Regions from separate parts of the Drosophila melanogaster genome. Here region 1 is linked to region 2. Evidence: chromatin contacts called from public Hi-C data. All regions are on one chromosome and are shown on one strand. The core of a region is the stretch at or near the end of the contact, and the rest is flanking DNA. Distances in the headings are between cores, read along the strand shown.

Region 1 (3,027 bases), core at 96-2,595, 94 kb before region 2:
TTCCGACCGAATGTCGGTGGTTACCTTGCTGCTCTTGTTATTCGCCGCAATTGCCAGACCATAAAAATTAACAATTAACAGAGCGCTTAAAATGAACAATCGCAAATCGCGGCTTACAAAATTGCCGTGGAAATGCCATGATATAAAATTGAAAAAATGGCGTGTCACAGAGGGGGAAAATGAGAGAAAAACTTAAGAAAACGAAAATTTATGAATTTGGAAATACACTAAACAATTCTAAAGAGTTTATATTTGAAATCGTGCCCTGTAGTCAATTAGTTCGGAAATATGGCAATACATTAATTTCTATATGTTAGGCTTTTTGTTATTTCTTATTTATACGAATTTATTATATAGTTAAGCTACCCTTTACAAGCTCATACTTTATATAGAGCATAATTATGAGACGGAAGACTGGCGACCGTGCCGACCAACGGACAGCGTGGACAAAAAGGGTTATGAATGTGAAATTGTCATGCAAGAATTAGCCATGTTCTATGTTGTGGCCACGTCGCGAGTATTTCGTTACATTTTATTCTTATTTTTAACCCGTTTCTGCCTCTGTTATTTTTTCCGTTTTTTTTTCGCTGTCTTTTCGCTGGTTTTGTGGCTAACCGTCACGTCAAGTAAGCCGGCTTTTTATGGCTCCATTCGGTTCAGAATGTCGGCAATTATTTCCGAAATGCTGGAAAAACATTGCTAAATGTTTGCCATGTTTGCTTGACGCTCAGGAAACGTAAACATTTAGTGTAGTCCGTGTAGGTTCACCCACTCTATGGGATCTATCGGATATGGGCACCCCCCAGTGGAGTTTTCCCACCCCCTCCATACTGGGCAAAGTCACCTCATATGCATTCATAACTAACCCGATGGAAAATGCATTTTAATGTGCGCAAAAATCCAATTTAAATTCAGAGCATTTTCTCTTCTCGGCAGACGCAGCATGCAATCACAAAATTAGTTGGCGACGAGATAAGAATTTTACTACTCTGCCACATAAAAATATTATAAAGATACCTATATATATAGATGTGATATAGGGGGTAATGCGTATAAATCAACGAAATAGGGGAAGCACAGCTGCAAACAAATTCCAAATAATTCCTGTGAGCGACGTGGAAAATTCATTTGACAAAATGCACAAAAAAGCAATTTCGAGCTGCAGACAAATTGAAATATACGCAAGGAGCAGGTGCCGCTGAAGGGGGGGGGGGCGGTGGTGTGCGTGGTACTGCAGTGACAGTTGGGTAAATAAATATGTGGGTGTATGTATACATAGAGGGAGTACATAGGGAAAAGGCGAGGCGACATTCGGTCATGTATTTAGAGTACGAAGATGCAGCCACCACCTAAAAGTATGCTACGAAAACAGACGAAGCGGCTGCTGCTTCTTCTTCCTCAGCTGCCGTATGTGAGAGGCGCCTACGCTTGTGTGTGTAGGTGCGCCTGAGCTTTTCGATTTCAGTTCGCTTGTGTGTGTGTGCGCGTGTGTGTGAGTGGTGTGCGATTCGCCATTCGCGCGTTGAAAATAGGAGGAGCTGAGAAAAACTTTCCATGCGCAGTTCGAATTGCTAACAAAAAATATGAACTAGAAAAATGCGCTGTAATATTGGAAAATAACCAAAAAACTTCTTGGCCAAAAACTCTATGAAATTTTAGTGGCTTATTTAAAGAACTTTTTTATTGCGGAAAGGAATAGATTTGCATATCATGCCAAATATAAATTATGAATTTAAAAAGCAGGCTTTTAAAGTTAACCTTTCATTTACTGAAACAAATTTTAATTTGGGTTAATGTAGGTTTTAAATTAAATAAACATTCTTTGCATATCTTCTTAAAATTTAAAGCTTGAAGTAGAATACAGATGGAGGTGTACTTAAAATGATTACTAAATTTCCCGTTGCGGCAATTTCGCAAAACTTGAAGCTTTTTAACATAGATTTAATCCCTCCATTCCATTTTTTCAACCTTTTTTTCTAGGTTTTTCTAACTAATGCGGAAAAGGCGGAGCTCATTGCCTGTCATTTTGGTTTTTGCCGCCCCTTTGGGGTTCAACCCACGGCAGCCAAGTCCCGGAAAACGTACCCAAGCCCCCCGTTGCGATAGATATCTCCTGGCTATTAGTACGAAAGACAGGCTTGGGGGCCAAGTGAGTGAACTCCAAGGTATCGATGGCATCGATGGCCCAACAGGCCGTTTAGCGCCATCAGACAATTCCCGCTGGCTCAGCGGCATTCACGCGTGCGCAAACGGGTTACAGAGGGCTATAAATATATACATTTATACATATATATATACGATCTGGGGGGAAACAGGATGAATGCAAGCTGGGAGCACCCAACAACAATCAGTCGATTGTCACAGATATTTGTCATGTTTCTCTGGCCAAACTTTCCCTGCTGTTCTGGCCTGCAAAACGTTGTAAAAATGTCAATTGCGTTTTCTGCCTTTTATTTGGATTTTTTCCCCCCCCATATGTGTTTGGTCTCTGTTGCTTCTGTCCATCGATCGGGTTTCATGTAATTACATTGTTTTCTGATTCATAATTAATTTGATCTGTTCTCCACTCGAGCAGGCCGCATTTTTCTGAGCACTCCAACTGATTTTTACATGAGCTCGCAGGCAATCGAACATTGATAGTTACTGAGTGATGATTTAATGAGGCAAACGTGGCATGTTGTGAATGAAATCAATTTTGTGAATGTGCAGAATGGCAAAAACAATGCCACCGCACGATGGAAACATCCCAGGAAGCGAAGGACAGACGGCTAGCATTCATACATAGTTGCGAGTACCACTTGCAGCATAAATATCTCCAGTTGGGTGTTGTAATGAGTCTTATGAATCAATGAAATGTTGATTGAGTCGAGCTGGAGCAGCTGCCAGTGCGTTTCCCTTATTAGCCATATTGCTATAGCTGCAGTCATTCTTAAAGATTCTTTTATAAATATTACTAGTATTTGATGAAGAGCTTAGTACTTTCACAAGATCTAATAAATATATCATATCAGAGTTTTCCTTTTTGCA
Region 2 (2,781 bases), core at 204-2,703:
AGATTTTTTGGCAAGCAAAGCGCATGCAAATGCCAAACGGAAATGGCAAACAAACCATAATGTGACGACAGCGGCGGCAACTTCCGCTCTCGGCCGAAAATGAAAATGAAGTTCTCTCTCTCTCTCTATCTCTTTTCAGACAAAATCGTATGCAAATCAGCTGACGGCTGGCAAAAAGTTCAGCGTACGCTTAACTTTTCACCGGCCACGCCCCCTTTTCTTGCCGCCGCCCTTGCAACGCGCATGAGCACCGACATTGTCTGGCTCATTTGCGCCAATTTTTTACATAAAAATACAATAACAGCAGCGGTGGAAAAAAAGTCATGAAAGAAAGGAAATCCAAGTGCCCCTTTCTATCACACCATTTTTGCCACCCATCGCCCCGTGCCACATTTACATTTCACATTTTTGTTTTTTTTTTGCCGCTGCTGCTGAACTTATTTTCGCAGTTTGTTTGTTTGGACGAGTGTGTGTGTGTGTGTGTGTTTGGCTTATTTTTTTTTTACTTCACTTTACATCGATTTTGCATAATTTTTCAAGGTCGTCGGCAGTCGGCGGCGGGTGTTGCATACATTAGCATTTGCCCAACTGGCGACGCTGCAAGGAGCGAAAGAGAGGGCCAAAACAGTTGGAGTTGGCCATTTGTGCAACCAACTCGGTGGGTCTCAGTTTGTCTTTCTCGGCGGCCGGAGGAAAAGTTGCTGCCACAGTTTTGCACAGTTCGTTGGCCCATTAAGCTACATTCTATGTGCCACTATTTTCTGGTTTATAGCCAAAACGGTCATTGACTGACAGGCTGGAATTTGATGTTGCAAATGGTTGAGCAATACAAATCGCTTAATATTCAAACAAATTTATGCAAGCATAACATTTCTAGTATTTCCGAAAACTACACCTATTGTGTAATATGTTGTTAAGGAAAAGCTTAAATATTTATCATAGAGTATAATCAAAAACCACTTAAAATTTTAGTATCAATTTAGACCTATCTCACCCTTTTTTCCCACCCTGAGTATAAGCTAATTTACTAGTTGCTAAGACTTAATGACTAATGCCACATTTAGGCCCAATGAGATAAGTGGCCTAGTTGAGAGCCTTGAACCTGCGGTCAGAGCGGCGACACTTGCCTGACCACCTTGTATACACCTTTTTGGCGGCTGCACCACCAACTGCACTTCTTGCCAGCTGCTCCCCCTTCCATGGCCCTTCCACTGCCACTTGGCGATAAGGAAAAGGTGGCCTGGAATGGGGGAAAAGTCGCATACTTTCTCGCTGCCGTTTGCCAGACATCGCGACCATCCAGCGAAGCGTTAATGAATTATAGCCGCGAATGCGAGCCGCTGACTACCGTGACATGGCAAAAGGCAAGAAGACAATGGTCTGGCGAGGTCTGGAAAGGACGCAGGCCCGAGGGCCACAGTAAAACACCTTGCCGTAGCGACGGGGTCCTTGTCGATCGTTTCGGCCAGGACAACAACTAATTACCGTGCCTGGAACAATTTTTATGGCATTTATGCGCTCAGTTGAGCGCGATCGTTGCTCCTTCGTTTATTCTGTGTTTTTTATATATATACATTTTTTTCCTTTTTTTTCCAGCCACAGTCACCTTTTGTGCACAGGTACACAAATTATTTTGTTACCAAAACCCAAAACGAAGTCAAGGTGCGTCTGCACAACTTCAACTTCAGAACGCTCCTGGGCCTCTTTGGCTATCAGTTTCGGTTTCGGTTTCAGTTTCAGTTGCTTCCACTGGTTTGCCGGGCCAGAGTTTTCTTTTGGCCTGCCCTCTGGTATCTGATAGGCATCTTTTGGGTTGGCCATTGTCTCCGGTTTTGTTGCCAATTATTAGCACTTGAGGTACCAGAAGCCTCGCCAAATTGAGTGAGCATTGTGTCTGCTCTGCCCGCTTGCCGTTCAATTAATAACATTTTGTCAATTCAGAGAAATTGCACCTAGAGCTGCGGTGGGATTTAGTGCACCGGTTTCAGGTGGTAGTATTAATCTGATTTAAAATCGAACCAGTTCGATTCGCTCCAGTTTGTCATTGCCCAAGGACGGCAAATTGGTAACCGAAAAGATATCGCACTAAAAATTAGCCGACACGCACTTGGGCGATTTATCAATTTCAGGTCGCATACCAAAATGGTGACATTTAACAAGGTTCTAAACATATTTCGCTTTTGGCCTAATCGCTAACTGCGGCGGCAGTAAAAATAAAAGTGAAAAAAAAAATAGAAAAAGAAAAACACCAACAGAGTTTAACAACAAGGAGAACCAGAACAACTTCGGTGCGCACCTGGTGATCAAAGTGGTTTTTCAAAATGCAGCCACACAACAAACAACACACATGCCAGCGATACCAACAAATCATATCAGCACAGAAGTTATTGAAAGATATTGGAAACATATATTGGAAGTTTTATAATAATACCTGGAAAGTAAATACACATTATGTAAATCCACATGTTACTTTTTAATATTTAAACCTTTGTCACTCACAACATAATGTGTCACCCCACAATCCAGTGTAATCTAGAGTCGCCATAACCAGGCTGGAACCACTTTCGTTTGCCACTTGCAAACACGCTGACCAATTTCCAGCTACGACACACGGATCTTCCACGGGGATCCATTTAACATTTTGACAAATCAAACAAAGCCAAAAGCTGTGAAATCTCCAGTGGGGCCTTTCACTCCCACTCTCGCACCATCAGCTGAAAAAAAATTCCAATGAAAATCGAAAACGCGTGGAGGAGCAGCTGGGGACGATGCGATATCTAT

Evidence for each region. Hi-C and Micro-C count contacts between places; a contact is called where the count stands out from the background.
Region 1: a Hi-C map of the Kc167 cell line shows a contact between it and region 2, with 2.0 times the contacts expected there. A contact is called at or near these places in 3 of 107 Hi-C or Micro-C datasets (the Clone 8 cell line, the Kc167 cell line and the S2 cell line).

Annotation. Positions count from the first base shown.
Region 1 is chr3L:6,924,424-6,927,450 of dm6, reverse strand. No RefSeq gene overlaps it. Among named protein-coding and RNA genes, the nearest start is that of CG45413, 6.0 kb to the left of the region's middle.
Region 2 is chr3L:6,830,768-6,833,548 of dm6, reverse strand. No RefSeq gene overlaps it. Among named protein-coding and RNA genes, the nearest start is that of lncRNA:CR45115, 34 kb to the left of the region's middle.